2 separate regions of the Mus musculus genome follow, and region 2 is linked to region 1. Evidence: chromatin contacts called from public HiChIP or PLAC-seq data. All regions are on one chromosome and are shown on one strand. Each heading gives the region's core, a stretch centred on a gene start, on an enhancer-like site or on the middle of the called end of the contact. The rest is flanking DNA. Distances are from core to core; before and after follow the strand shown. Region 1 overlaps Cyrib (CYFIP related Rac1 interactor B). Region 2 overlaps Asap1 (ArfGAP with SH3 domain, ankyrin repeat and PH domain1).

Region 1 (5,801 bases), core at 1,460-3,959:
CTCCCTAAGCAGAAGATCCTGAATGTTGTTAGAGTGGAAAAGGCAAGCTTAGCACAGGCATGCATGCATTGACTTCTTGCTCTGCTCTTTCCTGTGGATGTAATGGGACCATTCCTCTCAAGTTCCTGCAGCTTTGACTTCCCTGCTTGATGGAGGGTAACCTGGAACTGTGAGCTGAAATAAACCCTTTTACCCCTAAGTTCGTTTTGTCAGCGCATTTTATCACAGCAACAGGAAAGGAGACTGAGACATGGGCACACACAAAACCTGTTACATGAAAATGTTAAGCCTAGGGCTTAGGTTAAAGGTATTTTCCTCCTCCTTTGGAGCTGAGAAATGGATGCTGAGTCTCTTGGAGTCTGTGCTGTTTACATGAAACCTGTACCAGGGTTTTAGAGAGGTTCCTGGTTAAACCAGTTGAGCTTCTTTGTGACATGGACCATATTGATATCACCCCCCCCCCCCCATGCAGTATCTTTAACTTGAAATAGTAACTGTGAGAAGCTGAGTTCATTCACACTTTTAGCTCATGTATGAGTTATCCTATTATGTTGTTTAAAGTTATGAATTTCACATGTCAGTGTCTATAGCTAATGACTTAATCATTTAGGCTTCTTGTGAGTGCTATTCAATTCATTCCTCCATGGCGCCTCAATGAGCTCTTGGTTGTAGGGCTGGAGTGACATTAGTCCCCAGACTGGGGTAAGTCAGCACTGATGGCCACAGTGCTCCTGACTAGCTGGCTGCAGCTGTGTGCCAGGTACATACTTTGTATCAGGGACTCTACCAGAGTCAGTGCTGACTCGGGAGTACTGGGCTAGCAAGATGGAATGGCTTTTGCCTAGAGGAAGCTCCTAGGGTTGGAGAAACTGTCATACCATCACAGTAGCTGGAGGCTATCAACAAGCACCTAGGCTTTTGAGAACACGCTCAGGAAAGGATCTGACTTGGTTTGCTCAATGTGGTAAATTGCTGGACATGGCAAAGAACCCAGGCAGGCAGCTGGGGGCTGGAGGTGCTAAAGGCAGCATGTGGTCCCAAGTGCCAGGGGCCACCAGAGGGAGCATCAAGATTCAGTTGACAAACAGCATGGCTGTGACTTAAGGACACAGCCTTCTTGGGACATCTCCTTCCTCCCCTGACTTCTTGAAGCTGAGGCAACAATCCCCACTTTTGAAGTTTACAGGGTGTTTTTCATCTTTATCATTTGTCACTTGCAAGGCCCTGTACCGGAGTAAGATAGTGTATCTTTCATCCCTGGAAGGAAAGGGGTCTCCGTGCAGCTCTGGGTGGCCCCCTAGCAGTGTGTGGCACGGGCTGGAATGTGGTGGGTACATGTTTAAAGAAATATCTGCAGCTCATCCGTGAGCTTCTGACTGTGGGACTCTAATCAATCGCAACTGCAGCCATAGGTCACAAAGCACATAGGGACTCGGAATAGTAGCATGTGACAGCCCCAAGTGCATGTTTGTGCATAGAGTCACTGAAGCTTCAATTGACCGAGGCAATTAATGGGGGGAAATGGTGTGCACCTGGGAGTGGTTTAATAGATATTAACTTGTAATTAAAACTTTCAGGTAAATTGGCTTTTCTTCAGTGGTGTCATATTACCTACTTTTCTTTCCTCCCCTGTGGTCCTGTTTCCATTAATAGATTACCAGCCCCGAGTCTTCTCTGTGCTGCTGGCTCTCTTCAATGCTGTGTGCTTCCTTCCAGATCTTTCCGTATCCCTTGGCCCTGTCTGTGTTTGCCTGCCTACAGCCTTCCCATCCCAGTTACCATCCTTTGAACAATGGGCCTTTCAAGACATTAAAGGGTTCATCCCTACTCCCACCCTGTTATCACAGAATTTTAACTTCTCTGGTGGTTCCTACCACAATTTCCCCACAGATCAGGATAGATACTGTATATACAGATTACACCCTATGATATAAGCGATTTTGCACTTTATTCTTTTCACTTACTAGCCATACGTTTTGTTTTTGTTTTGAGTTAAGGTCTCAGAAATTGAGGTTGGCCTTGAACTCAGTTTATAATAGCTGGGATGACCCTGAACTTCGGATACTCCTGTCTCTACCTCCTAACTGCTAGGATTAGACTAGTGTGCATCACCCTGCCCAGTTTATGTGGTATTCAGGATTGAAACCAAGGCTTCCTACCTAAATGCTAGGCAAGCACTTTAGAAAGGAAGCTATTTTCCCACCTTCCAATAACCATAAAGCTTTTTTAAAAGTTGAAAGATTTAAAAAAAAGATATTTTACACATGTGAATGTTTTGCCTGCATATATGTACATGTACTACATATGTGCTGTAGAGGTCAGAAGGAGGCGGCACTGAAGATATGGACAGTTGAAATCTTCTATGTGGGTGAACTTCACCAGGGTCCTCTACAAGAGCAGTGGGTTGCCCTTAACCACTGAGCTGTCTCTTCAGCCCCAATACTCAGACATTTTAAATCAGTAAATGAACTCCTGCTGTGTGTCAGGCATTGTTTTAGGGGACAAACCAGCACAAAGCAGGTGTTATCGATCTAGGTCTAGTTCTTGGAGAGAGACAGAAGACATTCTGTGTGCTTTCTCAGGAGGTATGGACATGGGAAGAAAAGGTATGTCTGGAGACAAGTCATCAAGCATCTTCTGATGTTACAGTGCACTTACTAACCACATCAGATCTTTGCTGTCAGCACCCTGGAGTGTATTTGGAGTGTCCGGACTATGAATATATGTACAGAGAATGCGTGACTCATGGAGGACAAACTCTTTACTCAGAGATGAGCAAGCAGATTCAAGGAAAAGAAATGCCTTTGCTCAAGACCTGGTAGTTAGGATAGTTTCCATTCGTTCTAAAGTTTCTCTTAGAACCCTATTGTGCCACTTCCCTCGGAAGATCATTTTTATTTCTGTAAATAATACTGCAATGAGCACTTTATACCAGCACCACCCGAGTGAAAATAATCCGTTCACAAATACTGAAACCAAAAGGAAAGGCCGTTATTGACTGAGTTCTTCCATTTGCCAGGTACTGTGCTGCGTCTCTGGCAGCAAGTGTCTGCACGTCCCTCTCTTTTCAGGCGAGCAAAACATTCAGGCCTGGCCGAGCCCTGACCGACTCGGAGCCTGTGTCGACAACCTTCCAAGTCTGAACATGAACATAGGAATGTCAGAAACCATCAGTTTCAGTTACTTTTCGCCTTTGACAAAATACCTGGCCGAGAAGGGAGGGTTTGTTCTGGATCACAGGCTGAAGTCACAATCCATTGTGGCGAGGATCTGATGGCAGCTGGAGCCTGAGATAGCTACACATAGTACATCTGCAGTCAGGGAGCAGAGGTGAACGATGCTGTTCAATTTGTAGCGTGTCCTTTTTATTCAATATGAGACCCCAGCCCATGAGCTAGTACCACACACCTGCAGCGTGGATCGTTCCTCTTCTGAGGAAGGAAACACCGTTGCAGACATTCAAGCTCTGTTGGGCTTTAACTGTATGTAACTGCTCTTCTTCTCGCAAAGGCCGAAGACAGTTTGAATATTGATACTCCCATTTGTTCCTGTAATTTTGCCCAATCATCACTAGAGCAATTATTAGGGTGAAGGTTAGGTCAGAAACGGAGCCTGGACAGTGAGGGATTTGGCTAATTCTGGCTGAAAGAACAGGAGAAAGTGCCGGGCGGTGATGGCGCACACCTTTAATCCCAGCGCTTGGGAGGCAGAGGCAGGCAGATCTCTGAGTTCGAGGCCAGCCTGGTCTACAAAGTGAGTTCCAGGACAGCCAGAGATACACAGAGAAACCCTGTCTCAAAAAAAAAAAAAAAAAGAAAAAAAAAAGAAAAGGAGAAAGTGAGGAAGGCGGGCCTTCCTGCAGATAGACAAACTCTTTGTTCTTGACTTTCTTCATCTAAAGTCGAGCAGAAGTAGAAAACTCTCATGATGGTGCTGGAAGGCCGAGTATGAAATGGGCGGCAGTCGTTCTGTGGACAGCAGCAGGATTGGGAGGCAGTGGGCCTGTCACTCTTCTTTTGTGTGTGTGTGTGTGTGTGTGTGTGTGTGTGTGTGTGTAAGCATGAGATTTCTGTAAAATGCATTTTAAAATGTTTTAAAATGTCATTGATAAATAGGTGGCTTTGGCTACAGCAAGGATTTTCTTGTTTTACAGGGAAAGCTGTGTTTTAATTTTTGTTTTTTACATTGTGTGTGCGCGTGTAACGTATGTACAATATAGCATGTGTGGAGGTCAGAAGACAACTTTCGAGAAGTCGGTTCCCTCTCTGCCTTGTGAGTCCCAGGAGTTGAACTCAGGTGGTCAAGCGTGTTATTCTTTCCCTCCAAGTCATCTCACCAGCCCAGACAGAGCTCATGATGCCAAGGGTGTGCTGTGGAGGTGGGTGGAAGGGACAGCAAAGATTAGGGGTGTGGTGACAGTGGAGTGAGGCTCCGAAATGAATGGCCAATCCAGACACCTTCCTTTCCCATTGCTCTGCTGCTGTCCGAGATCTCATGTCATCTTGTCCCTTCCTAAAGGTGACAGAACCCCAACCTGTGTCCTAGCTTAGGGAGGGCATGTGATCATCGGGCCTAAAAGGCCCAGTGAGTGGTTCTTTGCGCAGCGGGATTGCACCCTCGGTTGAAAGATGCGCATCCTGAGGGAGCATGCCTCTTGAATGTTCCGGCAGTCACCAAGTCTGCAGACAGAGCAGTGGGCTTTGAACTTCACACTGTGTGTCGTATCAGCTGCTCTGTGCCAGCCTACCCCTCATGGGAAAAGCTTTGCCTTGGCTTAGAGGGGGGAAAGGACAGTGTGTACAGAAGAGCTTTCCTTCTTTTTCCATTTCAAATCTTGGCACAAAAAACATGCTTGCCGTTCCTCTTGCAAGTCTCAGCCGCAGATCTCTGTGCTGAAGACTGTGCCGTCGTCGTCCCCTCCAATTTCAGCTTTCCCAGTGACACACAGTTTGCTGCTTTGGGTGGTGGGGCTGCTAATAACTCCAGGTGGTGAATGGGTGGTAGGGAGTACAGCTGTGTGGAAATACAGCACGGAAGAGATACAAATACGGGGAGAAAATGGGAGCCCGTCAGGAGGTTGGTGCATTGATAAGGCCTTTTGCTTTCCTTGATGTTGAAGAAAGCCCTCTGTTATCTTACCTCAGACTCAACTGGTTACTTATTTCATGCTGTGTCTATATGGTGAACTATTATTATATAGCCTCTAACAGTGATGTACGTTCATTGAGCAGGGGTAGCTAAGATATGCTGTGCGGTAGAACATAGCAGATTAGTATTCATATATGAGCCATTCTTACAAAAATATTCTATCTTTATATAGATACATAATAACATTTGGAAGGGTATCCATATGATGTGGGTGGTTGGATCATGAGTATTTATATATTTTTCTTTTTGCTCATATGTATTTTCAAATTTTTGCTTCAGTCAACATATTACTCACAAAGTGGAAAAAAAAATGGTATGGAGGTCCACAGCATCTCAGTTACTGCCCAGCCTTTTACGTGTGGGGAGTCTTCTAGCAATTGGGTATTGTAGCAGGGAGTGCGGCAGAGCCCACTTCCTCTTCCTCTTCTTGTTCCTCCTCCTTCTCCTCCTCTTCTTCCTCTTCTTCTTTTTAAGCTAAGAATCATTAAAAATGACAGTTTATGAAAGTTAAGTGCTCTGAAGGTGAATGAAAGGAAGTAAGTAGGGTTTCACCTTTAGGAAGGAGTCTGGGAGAAATTTTTGCGGCAGAGAGCTGAGACACAGTCATGGGGAGAGAAAGCAGATGTACAGTTCTGAGATGTCACAGCTGATGC
Region 2 (5,801 bases), core at 978-3,477, 360 kb before region 1:
TCTATGACACAGTCAAATGTCCCCAAACTGCCACAGGTGCCTGTTGATGACTCTGCCCCACCATCCTCCTGAAAGTCATTGTCCTCCTCTCCTGCTTTGCCTTTTCCTTTCTCCACCCTGCAGCAGGTGCACCATCCCTTCATGTTCTTGCTCCTCATGCCTCCATCTCTGGTCTCAGATTGATCCTCTCGCTGTGAATGCCTTTTACATTGGTCTACTTGGGATGCAGGGAAGGATGTCCCTTGTCCTGAGCTGGGATACCCACGTTACGGGAGCTGACCAGCCCGCTTTCTGTAGAGTGGACCTCACCCTATCTGCTCCTCGATTTATTTTCCTTGGCCCAGCTTTTCCTTCAGGACGGTTTTATTATCTGCCTCCCTTAGTATTCTGTACCTTGTTAGAACAGAGCCTACTACAGTTGTATTTGCATCTACAGGTTCTGATATAAGTAGGCATCAGATATAGTATTTGGGGGGCTAGTCATGAAACCTTGCATAATTCAGTGCAGTTGACTGCAACAACCAACAGTCCCTACAGTGTTTTTTTTAAATGTGGTTTTTCTCCTTTAAGATGGGTATCTTTGATTCCTTTAGTAGCCATACTCAAACATAGGCCTCTTCTGCTTCTGTAGTCCTACAGCTTCTCACACTGTGTATTCCTTGGCTGAGGAGGAAGTGGAGAAGACACACCCGTTTCTTAAAAGCCTGTTAATGGCTTACCCCATTTCCACCTTCCCTGGCTAGGACCCTGACACATAATCACCCTCAGTTTCAAAGGAGTCTGGGAAATGTAGTCTGGTGGTGTGCCCAGAAAACTTGGTGAGAGTTGGCTGCAGTGTTAGGTGTGAAGAAACAGACAGAGCTCTTTGAAAGTGATGCTTGTGACCATAGATGTTCAACTCCTGGTCTGAGGGGGCTAAAGTCCTACCTGATCCACCTCATTTTGATGCTACTCAGTAATAAGGGTACACTCTGTAAGCAGTTACTGTTGTGGGAGGAAGGAGGGAGGCCATGGACATAGAAAACCAGACTCTGCTATGCAAATGACTAGGGTCTGTTCTTTGACAATGACAATGGCAGCTTACATGTTCCAGATACTGATACGTTCCATCCTCTTAACTATTCCTGTGTCACAAGTGAGTGAACCAAATCTCAGAGCAGCAATTTTCCCAAGGTCACAGTTGAGTGACAGAAGCCAAGTTTGGGTTTCAGCAAGCTGGTGACACAGCTGCCATTCCCGATGTGAGCCCACCCAGTTCTACCAGATGGATCATACTGCCACTGAGATTGTCATAATTTGTGTTACAAGCAGTGAATGAAGTCAGCCTCGGGTCTCCACCTAACAATCTCATAGGAGCCATCATAATAAGTCTGAACCTTACCTAGTAACACTGGTATTATGATTCAGCCCTGTTTTATGGAGTGATGAAGTGAAGACTCAGAGAAGTGAGATATTTCTCTGAGGTCACACAGCAGGGAAGTGATTCTAAGCTTTTGGCTGCAAGGAACACAACTGGCTTAAAGGAGACATGAGGGAACTGGACTGGACCATAGGCTAGGCAATAGGCTGTTTCATTACAGTAGGGGACACACAGCTCCCTTGAATTATGATAATTTCATAAAGGGTCGGCTCACATGCATACACACACACACACTGGATGTAGAATTAACGTGAAACTAACCATAAATCTTACCCATTCATAATGTGTGACTATCATTTCTATGTAGTTTCAAGATGTTTTCTTCACCCACAAAGGAAGCCACAATGCCTCCTGGTTCCCCTCTCCCCCTCCCAGCCCTTGGCAACCACCAGTCATTTCTTCTCTATGTATGCACCTCTGCTGGATGCTTCGCGTGTATGGAATTGTCCGTGTAAGATTTCATGTCTGGCTTTCATTCAGCATGTTTTAGAATTAACGTTGTAAAGATCTACTCAGGCTGTGGTATAGTGCCAGGATTCCTTTTGTCTGGCTGTTTGCTTGTTTGGGGTTTGTTTCTTTGAGACACGTTCCTGCTAGGTAACCTTGGCTGCCTTGAACCATCCTGTCCCTTCATTCCTTTTTATAGCTCAGTAATTCCATTGTGTGGGTAGGCTGCAATGTTTATTCATTTACTAGCTGATGGACATCTAAGCTGTTGCTACTTTTTGGCTGTCATGGCAAGTGCTGCTATGAACATTCATTTACAAGTGTTTATATGAGTTCATGTCTTCAATTCCTTGGGGCATATGCCTGGGGTGGAATCGCTCAGTCATCAGGTAACTATTTTTAACTTTTTTGAGGAGCTGTCAGACCTTTGCAAAGTGGTTGAGTGATTTATTATTATTATTTTTTTTAACATTTCCACCAGCCAGCAGACCTTTGCCAAGACTTGATGTTGGACCATTTTCTTGTCTGTGGCCGAACTAATGAATGTGAAGTGGTGTGTCATGGTGGTTTTACTTGCGGGTTCATAATGACTCATGCCTTTAGCTGCTTCTTCCGTGCTTGCTGGCCAGGTCAAGGAGCTTTAGGAAGGTGTGGCCAGGTATGGGGTAGCGCAAGCTCTAGAACAGCAGCCTGGGGGTTCCTGTGGATATGTGGTTTTGAGGGGCAAAGAGCGAATGGCTGGCAGAGTCTCAGCAAAGGTGTGGGCTTCCTGGAGAGAGCTGAGACTTGGGCTGAGCTTGGAAGATGATCTTCAGCCTCCCCTCTTCCTCCCATCTACTAGGGGGACTCCTTGTTGACTGTGACCAGAGAGTAAAGAGCTGCTCTATAAGTTATGAGGTTGGCTAATGGCTGGTCCTTGAGTGTTGAGTGCTGGCCTCTTGCTGAAGTTGCTTGTGAGATTGTCTATAGTCCTGTGGGATAATCCCCCCTTTATCATTACTACCAGAGACACACAGAGAGCATCTTTTCTACAACAAATACTACTGAGAAAGGATTCTCTTTCTCATCCTCTCTCCTCCCTCCTCTCCCCTCCTTTCTTTTGGGTAAGTTTTCATTCCCTCTCTAAGCCTGTACCAAACGGTGTCTGGGCACACATGGAATAGATAACTCATTACTACAGCCAGGTTGCAGAGAAGGTTTCAGACTGGATGTATAGTCAGATACCAGCCTTTACTAGATCTGCCTGATGAGAGGCCTATTCTCCTTGAAGCTATCATGCTTTATTTGGATATCACCCACAGGCCAGTAACTCACTTGAAGCAAGCTTTCCAGAAAACCCCTGTCTCCCCTAAACGAGAGAGAGAGAGAGAGAGAGAGAGAGACAGAGAGAGACAGAGAGAGACAGAGAGACAGAGACAGAGAGAGACAGAGAGACAGAGCGAGCAGGGTAGGGTAGTGGATTCTCCCTGACCATATCCCATGAGCTCTGAAATGATGGAGCCATGGCTGAAGTTCATTCTCTCCTACTCTCTATGGGTCAGTTGTCAGTCTGTAAGTTCCACTTCTGTTTCCAGTAAGGCAGTGCTTGTCCATTCCCTCTTCAGAGATGTCTAGGTATGCCTTCTGCAAAGCTGGACTTCCCAGTTTGCTCCTTGCCAGGCCACCGCTTTCCACATCAGTCACAGCATGGAGGTGGGTGGTGTGAGGAAGGGCAGTTCTTTCAGCCTGTGTCTGCTGCCAGAACAAGTCAGGAAAATGTCTCTGCAGAGGAAGCAGGCTGACGCTGGAATGTCCTGATCCAGCACATGAAGTCCGTCGTCGTCGTTGTCGTCGTCGGTCGGGGCCCCTGAGGGAATCTGGAAAGTGCCCAGCTGTTTTTCTGCAGTTGGCCATGGGGAAAGGCCCTGACACAGCTGTGTGCCTTCCTCTGCACTTCATGTCGGGGTGCAGATGCATCTTTGTACATGCCTGTCCTGGGAATGGTGGCCTTTGGTTTTAGCATTGGGTCTCTCGCTCCACTCTTCTTTCAGAGAGGGTTCCACACAGCCTAGGTTGGCTTCAGGCTTGCTCTATAGCTCAGCGTGTTTGTAAACTCTGGATCCTTCCGCCTCTCCTCTCTCTCTGAAGTGCTTGGATTTCAGACGTGTGACGTCACACCCAGAACTTCACGCACGCGCAGCTAAGTTCCTTACTACCTGAGCTACATTGCCAGCCCAGCGTCTCCCCTTTTGGTCATGTAGTGGCTCATCTGAGTCCTAGTCATTCAAGATTTCGAGGGAGCAGGGTACCCATCAGGTCAGGCTATTGAGATGCTGGGAGAGGATATCTCTGCTGCGCTTTCTCTTCTCAGGAACCCTCACTGTGCTTGTGAGATAGAGACAGTATGACCCTTGCTTCCGCACTAGTTGCTTCCCCACTGGCACGTTGAGATCCCAAGGAGCTAGTAGCCCTCCTTGGCTAGTAGCCTCGGCCATATATGCTGCCCCTTGGGGGATGAAATACATCTGTCTTGATTAACTGCTTTTAATTCTTTGTTATTTGAGGATAAAATCTTGGGGAAACTGAGGAGACTGGATTAATGTCTGAGAGAACTTTGGTTTGCAGCGGGTTCTAGAGGATGGGACCTGTCAGGACACCTCATACCATGCATAACTGCCAAGCAAGAGGCTTGTAGGAACCGGTGTCCTGATAACGTGTTGCTAATCCTTTGGCAACTGGGAGTTGGACTCTGCTGGGAAAGTCTTGGCATGAGATATTTGTTTGGTTTATTAATTCATCAATTCACTGAACATGCACTGGACCAGGCACAGACCTGGCTGAGGGTCATCTTGTTCCCTGAAGGCTTCTCTGGAGAGGAAGGTGGAGAGAAGTGACAGATTGCTTTCCCCATAATTCTGTCTTGCTTTGCCAGAGAGGTTTTTTCCAACAGCCTTCCATTTCAGGTGGCACCCTGATGTCCACAGCTTGCCGTCCTGTGAAGGTGACCCCAAGTGGCTCAAGGAGTTGTCCTGAAATTACAGTGAGTCGGCGCACCCAGCTCAGTATCCTGTCACTGTGCTGACACCCTTCACACTAGGAGACAAACAGCTGTCGGAGTGGAAACTGTTTCATCGTCATTAGAAGCAAAGACTCTAGACTCCAAGATAATGAATGCCGTTTCTGGAACTGAGAGGATCCTCCTATGTTGGCAAGCAGCAACGTTTCTAAGAAACAGAGGCAGGTTTTCAGAGAGATGTTTGAAGGTTGAGCTGCCTGGCCCTGGTGTTCCTAGGTCATATACTATGAGTTCCTAGGTCACATAGCCTTCTTAAATATGGCACTGGGCTTCCTTGTCCAGCTGGAGGAAGTAGCATGCAAGGCTGCTTGCATGTGTGAGACTATATCTATATCTATGCATATATTATGTCTACTGTACATACTAATTAATAATTCATTTTTGTTATTTGTATTGCCTGCAACTTAAAAGGCATTTCCGCCTTCCTATTTTGACATTTCAAGCAGAAGTGTCTTAGCCCCACCCCCTTTTTAACTGATTCAGGGAATGTATTCTGGCAACAATAGTTGCTACTGACCACCTGCAGCGCAGCAGCCGTTCTTAGGGCTATGGAAAGGGACAGGAGTTCTAGCTGCAGCACTAGAACATTCTTATGTGCTGTCATGAAACTTTCGAACAGCATGTGAAATAGATCCCCTCTCTTGGTTTAATCCCTGGAAGACCAAGTTTGTACCATTTTTGAGAAGTAGAAGGGCAAAGGATGCCAAAGGAAGCGTCAGTTACCCATGTTTTCCCAGAAGGTCTACTTCACAGCAGGCCCTTGAAGGAACTTACTGTAAATTTACTTGTTTATGTATTTAATTTTGAAACAAGGATTTTTTTAGAAAATTATTCAGTCTGGCTACATAGGCAAGGACTATGAGTTCAACTTTAGATCCT

The links. HiChIP or PLAC-seq counts read pairs in DNA pulled down with a chosen protein or histone mark.
Region 2: an HNF4G HiChIP or PLAC-seq map of pancreatic cancer cells shows a contact between it and region 1. The contact joins two enhancer-like sites. A contact is called at or near these places in 1 of 115 datasets of contacts at active chromatin or transcription factors (pancreatic cancer cells) and 1 of 9 other capture datasets (liver).

Annotation. Positions count from the first base shown.
Region 1 is chr15:64,003,124-64,008,924 of GRCm38.p6, reverse strand. The region is part of intron 2 of Cyrib (CYFIP related Rac1 interactor B); the gene reads left to right. Among named protein-coding and RNA genes, the nearest start is that of Gm25628, 20 kb to the left of the region's middle. Within about 2 kb of position 2,709, at least 45 of the 459 cell types and tissues checked have an H3K27ac peak or open chromatin away from gene starts, as enhancers often do. A contact at or near this core is called in pancreatic cancer cells, where this site is marked.
Region 2 is chr15:64,360,692-64,366,492 of GRCm38.p6, reverse strand. All of the region lies in intron 1 of Asap1 (ArfGAP with SH3 domain, ankyrin repeat and PH domain1), which reads left to right. Among named protein-coding and RNA genes, the nearest start is that of Asap1, 19 kb to the left of the region's middle. Within about 2 kb of position 2,227, at least 86 of the 459 cell types and tissues checked have an H3K27ac peak or open chromatin away from gene starts, as enhancers often do. A contact at or near this core is called in pancreatic cancer cells, where this site is marked.